2 separate regions of the Triticum aestivum genome follow, and region 1 is linked to region 2. The links are chromatin contacts, called in public Hi-C maps. All regions are on one chromosome and are shown on one strand. Each heading gives the region's core, a stretch centred on a gene start, on an enhancer-like site or on the middle of the called end of the contact. The rest is flanking DNA. Distances are from core to core; before and after follow the strand shown.

Region 1 (6,176 bases), core at 1,791-4,290, 210 kb before region 2:
TTCTATCTGGTCATGGCGCGTTGTCATCGACGGGCAAGCTTTGATCCTAGCTCGAAGTCCTTTCGGCTCTGGTGCAGGATGGTCTCAGTTGCATCCTATCTTTTGACTTCATTGACATCGTTGTTAATCCTCGTTGCCCACTCGCAGGATCGGCGCTCCGTGGCCCGAAGCGAGAGGGCAGATGGCCCTCTCTGGTGACAACTTAGTGTGTTTGTTGCACGATGTTCGATGGTTTCTTCTAGAGGCGTGGTTGCTCATGTAGTTATTAGTCTTGGGCGCTTCTTGTTGGGGTCTGGCTACTCATGTTCTTATGTTTCTCTTTGATCTGCTTTGTAAGAGGGTTCCTTCGTCACTTTGTATCAATTCGATCGTATTGCTTTATATATAAAGCGAGGCTAAAGCCTTTTACGATTATATGTCTATGTATATGTGTCCTTAGACAGGAGTCGGCCGATCCACATTTATCCGCCAAGGCAACCACTCCGTTTTTTCCAAACCTTCAGTCTGTATGAAAACATGCACCATAGATTTACGTAGTTTATACATGGAGGTATAAAAAGGAACTACAAACTACATACATAAGCAAAATTGCAATTGAAGTATTAAACAAACTACAAACTCCGCTACTCCTCGTTGAAGAGCTCCATGACCCTTTTGTCGCAGCTATGGGCCTCTTGGTCGTCGATGGCGAGGTGAATATCGGGCATCTCCTTGTTGTCGGGGGTCCACCGTAAAGACTTGCTCTCGCTTTACGTCACATAGGCGAATCTCGCAGCGGTATGTTGTCACCATACGCTTGGACTAGATGGACCCAGGGATGGCACGGTTCTTCGCGATGAGGGTGGGGTCGATGGCGAGCTCGGCAAGGGTGACATGCTGCACCATACCATGAATGCGGGTGGGCAAACTGATGAGCTGTGCGACAGACCGCTAGATTTTTTTATGGGTTCAGACCATGAGCTCGACATGATAAACGCATAGGAGCGATCCTAAATTGTCCCAAATTTGGGCTGGATTTGAAGAATGCTGGACAACCCATACTTTCGGGCTGGAAGTCGAGGGACCGATTGAAGAACGTTTTTGTGTCCGGGCCTTGTCCAGCCTATGCGTCGGACAAAAGGGAAACATAAGGTCCGGTTAAAAATGGACTGAGCCACACACTCATCAAACCTAAAGCCTCAAGATAACAAGAACAAAAATTAAACTCTATTTTTTCTTGGGGAGCATGGCATTTGCGAACGTTTTTCATGGCAAGTTCTTCAAACGCACACGAGAATTTCTTCAAAAACGCATGGCCGATTATGCAAACAAAAGGAATTTGCTTGAAATTTGCCGTGTTCGCTTAAAGAAATTTGCCATGTTCCCGCAACATAAAATACCGTGAAAAACGTTCGCAAACCCATACATAGCGAATGTTCATTGAATATCGTTAGCATTTTTTACTTGTTATCGAAGAAACTCGAACTCTTCGAATTACGGTAAAAAATGAAAATTGTTGTGCGGACAATGCATGTCTGCACTATGGTCAACCAAGCGTATGCCGCACTTTGATACATGCATGAACGGACTACTATATGGTGTCGTGCAGGAATCATTTTTTTTACGAAACACATGCTTTACTACTTAAACAGGAGAATTACAGAGAGGTTGAATTTAACCTAGAAGAAAAGAGGGTACATAGTTAACCCATAAACATCTTCTACGATCTTCACTAGCCTGCCTGGCGCATCTATGCACAACTATGTTTGCTTCCCAGTTTACATGCACGAGAACGAAGGAATCAAAACCGGAGCTCACCTCCTGGACCTCATAACAAATGGAAGCAATATCTGCCCTCTCAAAAGCTGCAACATTGATCATCCGGACAACCTCCTACGCATCATTCTCGAGGATAACCTTGCGGAAGCCAAGATCCATTGCTAAATGGATACCATCCCGAACCGCCAAGGCTTCCATGAACCTTGCATTTTGCGCGTACCGGCACCATATAGCCGAGCTCGGATTAACTCACCATTGTGGTTTCGAATCACCACTCCTGTGCCTCCATGAGCCAAGTTTCCTAAATAGCTGGCATCAACATTCACCTTGATAAAGCTTTCCTCTGGCGGTACCAGCTCGTATTCTCTCTCGGCATTCGGTGCTTCTTCACTCCTTCCAATGTAGCAAGATCATGAATAGTATCAATTCCCCATTTGACAAAAGCCTGAATGGAACGACATCGTTCCCCATGTCTCCTATTGTTCCATTCTATCCAGACTGTCCAGCACCCAACTAAGATAATGGCAGCAAGTGATTCTGGAACTTCCTTGTTGTTAACAATATCAATAGCTCAAGAGTCTAGATGAAGAACATGAATTCTGACCGGAAGGAAACGCTTTAGTTCAGACCAAAAACCTTGGCCCATGTACAAGAGAACAATGCATGTTTCTCCACTCCGCAATCCTCGCAAAATGATATCTTCTCAATATGACGCTTCTGCAGACCCGAACGACATGGCACAAATTTGTGAGTAACCCTCCCTCAGAAATTACAAACTTTAGGCGGCATTGGGATTTTCCACAACTTCTGCCAATGACTAATAGGAGCAGTTATGGAGGTGGATGCACTCTCATTTTGTCTCTTCAACTGCAATAGAGCTTTGTATGCAGACCGAACAGAGAAATTTCCCAATTTATCATGCTTCTAGGCCGAGAAGTCCTCCGGCATATGCCCCACAGTAACTCTACATATCGCCTCTGTATCAGGTGGCACAAAATTTGCCTCAATTTTCACTCTATCCCAATCACCATTCTCCTGATCATCTGTATGAGGTGGCACAAAATTTGCCTCAACTTTCACTCTATCGCAATCACCATTCTCCTGATCAATGAGCTCTTCCACCAGGTTGACATCATGCACACAATGTTGTGTGCATAGCAGTGCTAAAAAAAACTCGGACTCTTCAAACACTTGCAAGCCAAAAACTCCTTGGCCACGGAGGTCCCAAAGTCCCAACACCCGCACGCACCATCCAAAGTCCAAACACCCCACCCCCATCCCCACGCGCAGTCTGATCCGATCCTATCGGCCGGAGTGAGGCAGATTTAAATGTTTTTCTAAAATATCCCTACCGCAGACGGGCCCCACTCGCCCCCTCCGGCCTGGTCTTTAAATGCGCTGGCAAAGTTACTCACTCCGTTCTCTCACCTCCCCGTGCCACCACAGCCGCCGCCTCCCCCACCAACCTGCCCCGATCCGCTCCCGACCTCCGAGGCAATCAGCGTCCGCCGCGGCCGCCATGGCGTTCGAGAAGATCAAGGTCGCCAACCCCATCGTCGAGATGGACGGTCAGACCCCCCTCCCACTCCCACTCCCACTCCCCCGGCAGATCTATCTCCGCCGTTCCCTTGCCGATATAAACGATGCCTGTGCTGAATTTTGTATTCTGGTCGGGCCGATGCCGCGAGATCTGAGAGATCTAGCTGTCGTTCTGCTCCCGTTTTTATCTCTAATAACTGCTGGGCTCAGGTGTCTCTGATCTATCTCCGTAGTTGTATCGCCGCCGTGGTGCCAGAGATCGGATTTAGAACGTAGATGGCGAGATAATTGCACATGCATGACACCTTGGGTACGATCATGGTTGTCTATTGGCAGTGGGAAGGTGCAGGGTTGGACGCACTCTGCTGGTGAAATAGTTCTGTCTCACGTGTAACTACTGGATCTCGTTTTTGAAATCTATATTCAGAAACCATAACCTTAAAGTGTTTTTTGATACGATTGCTTCGCGCTTTGGGTCCAATCGTAGCCAGTGCTTCATGTCTGCATCGCATGTTGAATTGGGTAGCTAGCTTTTTTAGAAAAAAAAATGATGTCGAACTTTCAGTGTAAGCAATAAATTTGTTCACAAAATAATAGTAATATTTCTATTTTTTTTATCTTATGTAATCAATTGATTTGTTAGTCCACTGTCATGCTGATATCTTGTTTTTTAACCTATAGGCGATGAGATGACCAGAGTATTCTGGCAGTCTATCAAGGACAAGGTAATCAATAAGCAACAGCTCTGACAAATCTGTCCGCTTGGGCCATTGTGTGTGTGTGGTTCTTGTTTTCCATATGCTGCCAGGCTGATTTTTCGTTTGTTTCAGCTTATCTTCCCATTTTTGGACTTGGACATTAAGTACTTTGACTTGGGAGTTCTACACCGCGATGCAACTGATGACAAGGTTACAGTGGAGGCTGCAGAGGCTACTCTCAAGTAAGGAGTTTTGAATAATTTGAGTTTGTGCTGATATTATGCTTGGGTTCAAGTAAAAATATGACTGCTGTGACCACACCATTTCAAGAAATTTATGTAGCCTGCAATTTGTTTGTCCTGTTTTTTAATCATTAGTAGTTCTGTTGCTGTATATTTCCCTACGAATTTTGAGTACTATGATTGATGTTCTTAATTATTCAAATATTATTAACAGCAAGGGAGATATCTTTTCACTAATCTTGTTGATTAGTTGTATCATTTTCATATCTTTGAAACTAGCTAGTTTTGTCAGAAGTATTTGACCATATATAACTTTAGCATATTCTTATGACTTTGTTGTCCTATAGTGCTGTTCTAATCCAATGTTATTTTCAGGTACAATGTGGCTATTAAATGTGCAACTATTACTCCAGGTATATTTCACTCAAGCTTATGCAGCTCAATTATTTGTTCTTCGTATTGTTGAAGCACTAGCACTATTTGATGATATTTTCTCTCTAATATCTGGTTACTTCACCATGGCAGATGAAGATCGGGTTAAGGAGTTCAACCTAAAACAAATGTGGAGGAGCCCAAATGGCACAATTAGGAACATTATAAACGGTAAGCTCCTGCTGTATTTCAATATAATGGACATATTAGGTTTTCGCTAAAAAAATGGACGTAGTTAGGTTGTTGACATTTCTCTTTACACTTGTTACCTGCAGGCACCGTGTTCAGAGAGCCAATTATATGCAAGAATGTCCCAAAGCTTGTTCCAGGTAAGGAGGATTAAAACTACTACTCCCTCCGATTCATATTACCTGCCCTGCTTTCGTACAACTTCGTACTACTAAAGCAGTGACAAATAATATGGATCGGAGGGAGTGCATACTTTTTTTCTAACGTGAACACATTATGAAATGCAAAATTTCCTTGCTAAACTGTTTCTTTGGTGTAATCAGGATGGACTAAGCCCATCTGCATTGGAAGGCATGCTTTCGGTGATCAGTACAGAGCAACTGATGCAGTTCTCAAGGGACCTGGCAAACTCAGACTAGTGTTCGGTACGGTTGCATAATCACTCCACTTAAAATTAAGTATGAAAGAATGAAGTCTTTGTAGTTCTATATTTTCACGTATGATTGTATTGTTTGTTCAGAGAACTGGTGCTAGCAAACACTGATATTCTTTGCCTTTTTGTTTCTTTGGTCTACTGGCAGAGGGAAAAGACGAGACGGTTGACCTTGAGGTTTTTAACTTCACTGGTGCTGGAGGAGTCGCCATGGCTATGTACAACACAGATGAGGTACTGCTATGCCTGGATTGGTTTCTGCAATTTCTGCAATTACAAACAATATTTGCATTTTGGAGTAAAATCCTGACATCTAATTAATTAATTATTGTGTACAGTCAATTCGAGGTTTTGCTGAAGCTTCTATGGCAATCGCTTATGAGAAGAAATGGCCATTGTACCTTAGCACAAAAAACACAATCCTTAAGAAATATGATGGCAGGTATAGTTCATAGCTACACTTAAATACTCCCTCCGTTCCTAAATATAAGTCTTTCTAGAGATTCTAATAGGGACTACATACGGATGTATATAGACATAGCTTAGAGTGTAGAATCACTCATTTTGCCCTGTATGTAGTCTCTATTGGAATGTCTAAAAAGACTGCTATTTAGGAACGGAGGGAGTATTAGTTAAGGCCTGTTCCGAAACAATTAGATCAGGCTAAATATACTTTTATTGTGTAGGTTCAAGGACATTTTCCAGGAGATCTATGAAGCTGGCTGGAAATCCAAATATGAGGCTGCTGGAATATGGTACGTTTTGAATCATTCTTGCTTTGAGCTCTTTTGGAATCTTTTGTCAAAGTATGTCATGAGTTGCTTTTGGTAGGTATGAACATCGTCTCATTGATGACATGGTTGCCTATGCACTTAAGAGCGAAGG
Region 2 (6,143 bases), core at 701-3,200:
CCAGCTTATCCACGTTAGGAGCCACTGTCTTTGAAGCTAGATGCCTGAGCAGAAGCTTCAGCGGTGCACCCAGCACAACCTCTCTCACAGATGCAATTTGTGTCAAGACAACATTCCGCTGCTCTGGAACATAAGAAATGCAATAGGTAGTTAGATGTCAATTTCAATTGAGAGCATGAACTAGACAAAATAGTATGTTATGATTCGGGCAGGCTTGACCAAAACCAAAAAATTGCAGATTGTACTTCGACCAACTCCCTTGTTCCAAAAAACAAGCAATTAATCATGCAACCAACAGTGTGATTGGGCCAAGAAGCACCAAAAAATCACCAACAATGAAAAATGAGTAAAGAGACTCGGCATCATTATAACAAGAGACTCTTACCAAAATTACACCACAAACTTAAAAATGCAAATGAGTTGACTTCGGTGGAAAGATAGAATTGATATCTAGAACCTATTACTGAGCTCATGTAAACAAGACCATAGGAAAGTTAAGGTTCCATATTAAGTAAGGCGAATTCCACATTCCTTCCATTTAGGCATTTGCACACACAAAAAGAAAACTGCTTCCATGATCTAGGCAAACAACATCCGTGTCCGAGTCCTGGGCAATCAAGTGTGTAATACTACATATCTGACATACTACTGAACATTATTCTCTAGGGCATCTACATCTACATGTAAAAAGATGAAGATGTTTCCAACCATGACTTGCACCAAAAGTAATATTTTGCCAATGGAGAACATCTAAGATAGACACCACCAGCTAATGATCATGTAGCACGACAAGACAATGATAACCTTGGAAAGGGAACTCTAGAACCTTCATCTGTCGAAAGCTTTGTTAAGTTTATCTTCATTGTGAGATCAAAGCAGTCCTTTGGAGGATCAAGAATTTGAACCACTGCCCCATAAGCCGCCTTTATAGCATCAATGGCACCAAGAGGAAGCCCGTCGTGCAGAATAGCCTCAGGAGGTGCGAGGGGCAATGCCACTGATAGCACCATTACCTTTGGATTCCTCATTGAAAACTGCAATAGAAGTCCAATGTCCATCAGTATACAGAGCATAAGCTGACCACTGGTTGCAAACAATAGCAATGGGAGCACTCCACTGTTTAGCAAATTTAACTTTAATTTCAGCTTGCAATTGCAGTGCTTGAAGAACAGCACGTCAGGATTTACATAATAAGAAGTTAGACAGCTAAGAAACCCACACCAGCACACCAAAATTTCAGTACTAACGACACAAACATCAGCGACAGGTAATTTAATAAAGAAAAGAAAGCAGGAATGCGGCTTCATTAGCTCAGATTTGTTCCTACTATTACCCCCACCCTACACACAAAATAAATGACCGTAAGACAGCAAACCGAAATGGGTATTCAGATTCGGCAGGAGGATACTAAGTATTCACCTGGATATGATACCGCACATCGTCGAACTCCACCGTGTGGCAATCGATGTCCACGCCCTTGTCGCCGCTGCAGCGTGAATACTCTCGCATGAGCCACATGCGATATACCTTCTGGGTCCACGAAGAAAGATCGGCTGAGCAGCGACATACCTGACGACGCGATCCTTCAGGATCTGGAGTAGGAACCTGGATGGGGATTGGAGCAGTATCATCCTCTCCTATCCCTTCTCCTGCGAACCAGCCCCGCTCGATCCCCCCTACCGAAATATGATCGAAGGCGCGGCGAAAGAGGCGCGTCACGGTGGTGCGGCCGCGCGCGCTGGAGCTTCCGTCGGCGGTGGCGCTGGCGCAACCCCGATAGATCTTCGCTTCTGGGGGGATCGCCGGCCGCCGCGAGATGCGATTCGGAATGGGGGAACAAACGGGCAGAAGGGAAAGCCAAGAAGAAAAGTGGACAAGGAGCGGAGGTGCAAATGTGAGAAACCGAAGGGGCTTCTTTGCAAAAACTGTCTGAGCCGCTCAGCCTGAGACTGAGAGTTCCGCCAAGATCTGCCCACCGATGTAGATCCGACGGCGGGCTAAGCACCCAACTATTTTTCCTGAATAATAACTGCGGTGGCCAAGCCGACGACTCGGTGCTTCTCCGCTCTCGAATGATCGGCGGCGGCGGACGCAGCAGGCGGCGCGGGCGTGCGTCGGCGACCCTGCCCTCGGGCCCTGCCGTGAGCCGCACTGAGAGCTCCGTCTCCTGCTGGTAGGTCAATCCACACCGCCTCTCTCTCTTCTGTCCCGATTTCTCCCCAGCTAAACTTACCCAATCCACTCGATCTAAATCAGCTTTGATTTAGCTTCCTGTTTCGTTGTCGTCATTTTGTGTTAGTATTAGTACACAAAGTGGCTGTTATGTTCACTTATTGTGCCTATGCGAACTTCAGGTATTGTGACTGCAAAATTTATGTCTTCAATGACATGATATTCAATTTGGGGTGGAAACATGCTAGGTATGCTTTATCTTACCCTTTGAAGTTTTTATAATTCTGCCCTTTTTCTCATTTGTGCAAATTCCACGTAGCTCTGATTTTCCTTGGCATCTGTACAAAGATAAGTACCATTTACATTAACCAAGTCAAGTCGTTGTATCTGTTTGCGACATTTCTTTTGCATGGCTTGAATCATATATCTATCTTACGACACACCCATGCTATCCACATGTGTAGATAAACAGTTATTACGACACATCAAGTCATTTTGGAATAATGTTATCCACACACCACACCAAAAGTTAAAATATATTCTGGCAGATCTGGCATGCTAAAGGTTGGTGACAAATTTAGCACCTGATAGCAATGTTTAATTCCTATTTTTCTCTGGAAAACTTAAGCATATACGATGTACTTATTTTGTTGGCTGAGAAGAATATTCTGATAAGAGCCATCTTACTATGAAGATCACATAATTTCCCTTGTTACTCACAATTTAGAGCTTAGTCATTGATTGTACTTAAAGTCATACCGAGTTAATTATTTTTTGGCAGATACACCAGAGCATGGTTTTCCTTAGGAGTTTATTTCTCTCTTGTTGCTTTAGTTGGTATATCTTTGGTAAGTTAACTCTCATTATTATGGCAAATAATGAAATGTAGTTGTTCTGATTATTATGTTTGTTCCAAAGTTCGATAGTATACCTCTGTGTCATGAATCTCACAATATCATGCCATGTTGCTGCTTAAATAATTTTATTTTTGACTTGAAAAATATATGATACTTGCTGATTATGTGATATATTCATCTGTATGTGACCTTTTTATCTTGATACCTACTTCAGAGAGCAGATAGGGCACTGAGATTTTTCACTCAGTTCCCTGAATATTTAACGGCTATTTATGGTAACTAACATTCACATAAGTGTGTGAATAGAGCTGAAATTGGCGCCTCCGATAATCCAGATCCTATTCAGAAAATCATAGAAAAATGCTTTGTCTTCTTCATCCGCCAAAAGGGAGTTGGTTTCTGGTTTTCCACCTTCATGGCCTGCCTTTTCCACACAAAGATTTCATTGCAGCTCTAGTAGCCATCACAAAAATATTGAAATTGTTGCCTATATTAATAAATCCATTAATGCTGTTAATCTGTATCTTCCTAGTTCATTGGTTCCTGAGATGGCTACAGTAGGTAGTTAACATACCATTTCTATTCAATTTTGGATCGTTATATTGTTCTGTTGCAATTTTCAGTTGCTATTGTGGGATCCAATTGGTGCATTATATTTTAGACGCGGATCCATTAGCGCCTGGTTACCAAATATACTGGTGAGGAGACATGCTTCGTTCTTTCAATTTTTCAAATCAACCACTCAGCACGCATTTCACTCATTGTAGGCTCCCAGCTTCAGCGGATCAATAATGGACACCTCAATCATCATAGCATCAACAATCTTATCTATTGCTTTTCATGAATTTGGACATGCTATTGCAGCTGCAAGGTCTATCCCTCATCTGCCCGTGCACCTTTTTTGTGAGATGTGTTGCCTGTGCTTAAATGTATCTTCCGTTCTTTGATACTCTAAAACTCAGAGTGTTGTTTCGTAATATTACTTCCACCTACTAATGGTTTTTTTGGCACACTATTGAATTGCTGGTATGTTCATTGCTCAATATGCAACAGCGAGGGTGTACAGATGGAATATGTTGCAATATTCATGGCTGTACTTTTTCCTGGGGCATTAGTTGCTCTGAACTATGACCTGCTTGAGAATCTACCCCTCTTTTCAATGCTTCGGATATATTGCGCGGGAATTTGGCATAATGTTATAGTAAGTTATCCTGATTTGCATGAATTAATTTCAAAGTCTTGCCGCAAACATCTATTTTCAATATGTGTGGTATGCCATGCTAAATTATAGAGACCCTTGGTGCTCAGATAAAAAGAATCACATGTAACTTGTATTCTTGCTGCAAACATCTATTTTCAATATCTGTGGTATGCCATACTAAGTTGTAGTGACCCTTGGTGCTCAGATAAAGAGAAGCACATATATCTAGTATTCTTGCAGTAACGAGGACATCAAACAAGAACTAAGAACAATTAGCTTTATGTTGATTGGCATAAGATACAATTGGATGCCTCAGTTAGACGATTGCCCAACAGATATTGGAAATTTAGTATCCTACAGTGGGTAATCATGCACTAATATCCTCATACTGGTAATAAATAGATTTATCCCTACAAATTTGTTGTGGAATATATCAGCGCGTATATGTCTATAGTAAACCATTGGGAAAATTGTCCTTGACCGAGACATCTGATAGCTGATATTGATCTTTACTAGGTTGTTTTACCATACATTTCTTGGTATACTTTATGATTAACCAGGGCCTGAGAGATATGAAGTATGAACCGGATAACAATAATTGCTTGTATAATAATGATAGTTGACAGGTCAAGGTGTACTGGATTGTAAGCTTCCTTTGGTCCATGAGCATTTAAGTATATGATGATACAGGTCAAGGTGTACTGGATTGTAAGCTTTGTAACAACACTTCCAATCTTAGATGTGGCACCATGGAGGTTTTTAATTGTATACTTGTATACCTTACCATATTTTAGAAGTACCATTTCTGCAATATTTTCATAAGCCTCGTAATGATGTAGCTGTTATGATTTCATGTTAAATAGTTTTGTGCAGCATGTGTGCTGATGGCATTATTACTTCCTTTGGTCCTCTGTCCTCTCTACGTGAGTGGTGATGGCCTTATTGTAAGTCTGTTTCCTTTCACTTCTCATCATTTTTTATCTCCGCAATCTTGCGATTCTAAATGGCTGCATAACAGGTCATGGGAGTCTCACAATCATCTTCTCTGTCAAGGTCATTGTCTGTTCATGATGTTATCCTGTCTGTGGATGGTCTGAACATAAGAAAAACTGACGATTGGATGAAAATGCTGGCTCAAGGCACTGTAGAGAAAACTAGTAGTCATGAGTTTCTTGGTGGTTCTCAGAGCTATGGTGTTACTAATTCTGGCAAAGGTTATTGTGTCCCCAACTCATGGATGGATGCAAGCAAGAATCTCTGGCAGATAAATGACAAGCTATCTTGCCCAGATGAACTGATAGTGTTTGGGAAATTTTCCTGTAATGGCTCTGCGTATTTTCCCGGGACTGACAAAGTAAGTGACAAGAAACAAACTGAGGACTTGTATTGCTTGATTGCAAAAGACGTAGTTAAACTAAAAAAATGTGGAAATGGATGGCGGGGTACAGAAGATGATGACAGTAACTGTACCTGTTTGGAGGTAAGATTTTTGTTGCGAGTTATTACTACAATATCATAATGAATTTGGAGCCTTCATGCATAATCTTGAGGAATTTTTCCCTTGTAGTAACAGTAATCCTTTTTGTATGATTTACCAACTGTGATTTTTATTAATGCTGGCAGGAGGAGTACTGCTTGGTACCTGTTCTTACCCCTGGGTTTTCATGGATAGAGATCTCCTACACCAGGCCATATTCTTTGGAGTGTTTACAGAAAGAAGGAAATTTATCGTCATCACATGCTACAAATGATAACTTCGGTCCGAGTCCCTGTGGGGGAACTTTTGTTTATGTTGGTGATCTGTCATCGACAGCAAGTTCTGTTAAGTTATCCCCCTACAGGCCCCGATGGGCATTCTTCCTTCTTATTGCAGATGTTCCCTATATCTTGGAAAATTGTTTAAGTTGTTTGCT

The links. Hi-C and Micro-C count contacts between places; a contact is called where the count stands out from the background.
Region 1: a Hi-C map of leaf shows a contact between it and region 2, with 2.6 times the contacts expected there. The contact joins the promoter of LOC123070247 here to the promoter of LOC123070245 in region 2. A contact is called at or near these places in 3 of 5 Hi-C or Micro-C datasets (all in leaf).

Annotation. Positions count from the first base shown.
Region 1 is chr3B:438,868,697-438,874,872 of IWGSC CS RefSeq v2.1, reverse strand. LOC123070247 (cytosolic isocitrate dehydrogenase [NADP]) reads left to right here and starts at 3,040. Exons shown (of 15, transcript XM_044493345.1): 1 at 3,040-3,326; 2 at 3,979-4,022; 3 at 4,128-4,237; 4 at 4,613-4,650; 5 at 4,763-4,840; 6 at 4,945-4,998; 7 at 5,182-5,283; 8 at 5,440-5,525; 9 at 5,630-5,733; 10 at 5,978-6,046; 11 at 6,123-6,176. The coding sequence starts at 3,152.
Region 2 is chr3B:438,659,990-438,666,132 of IWGSC CS RefSeq v2.1, reverse strand. It overlaps LOC123070245 (membrane-bound transcription factor site-2 protease homolog), which reads left to right and starts at 1,950. Exons shown (of 10, transcript XM_044493342.1): 1 at 1,950-2,173; 2 at 2,355-2,420; 3 at 2,954-3,020; 4 at 3,653-3,727; 5 at 3,797-3,900; 6 at 4,083-4,230; 7 at 5,094-5,174; 8 at 5,249-5,710; 9 at 5,854-6,143. The coding sequence starts at 2,073. LOC123070246 (actin-related protein 2/3 complex subunit 2A) reads right to left here and starts at 1,892. Exons shown (of 10, transcript XM_044493343.1): 1 at 1,570-1,892; 2 at 1,420-1,486; 3 at 827-1,034; 4 at 1-123. The coding sequence starts at 1,631.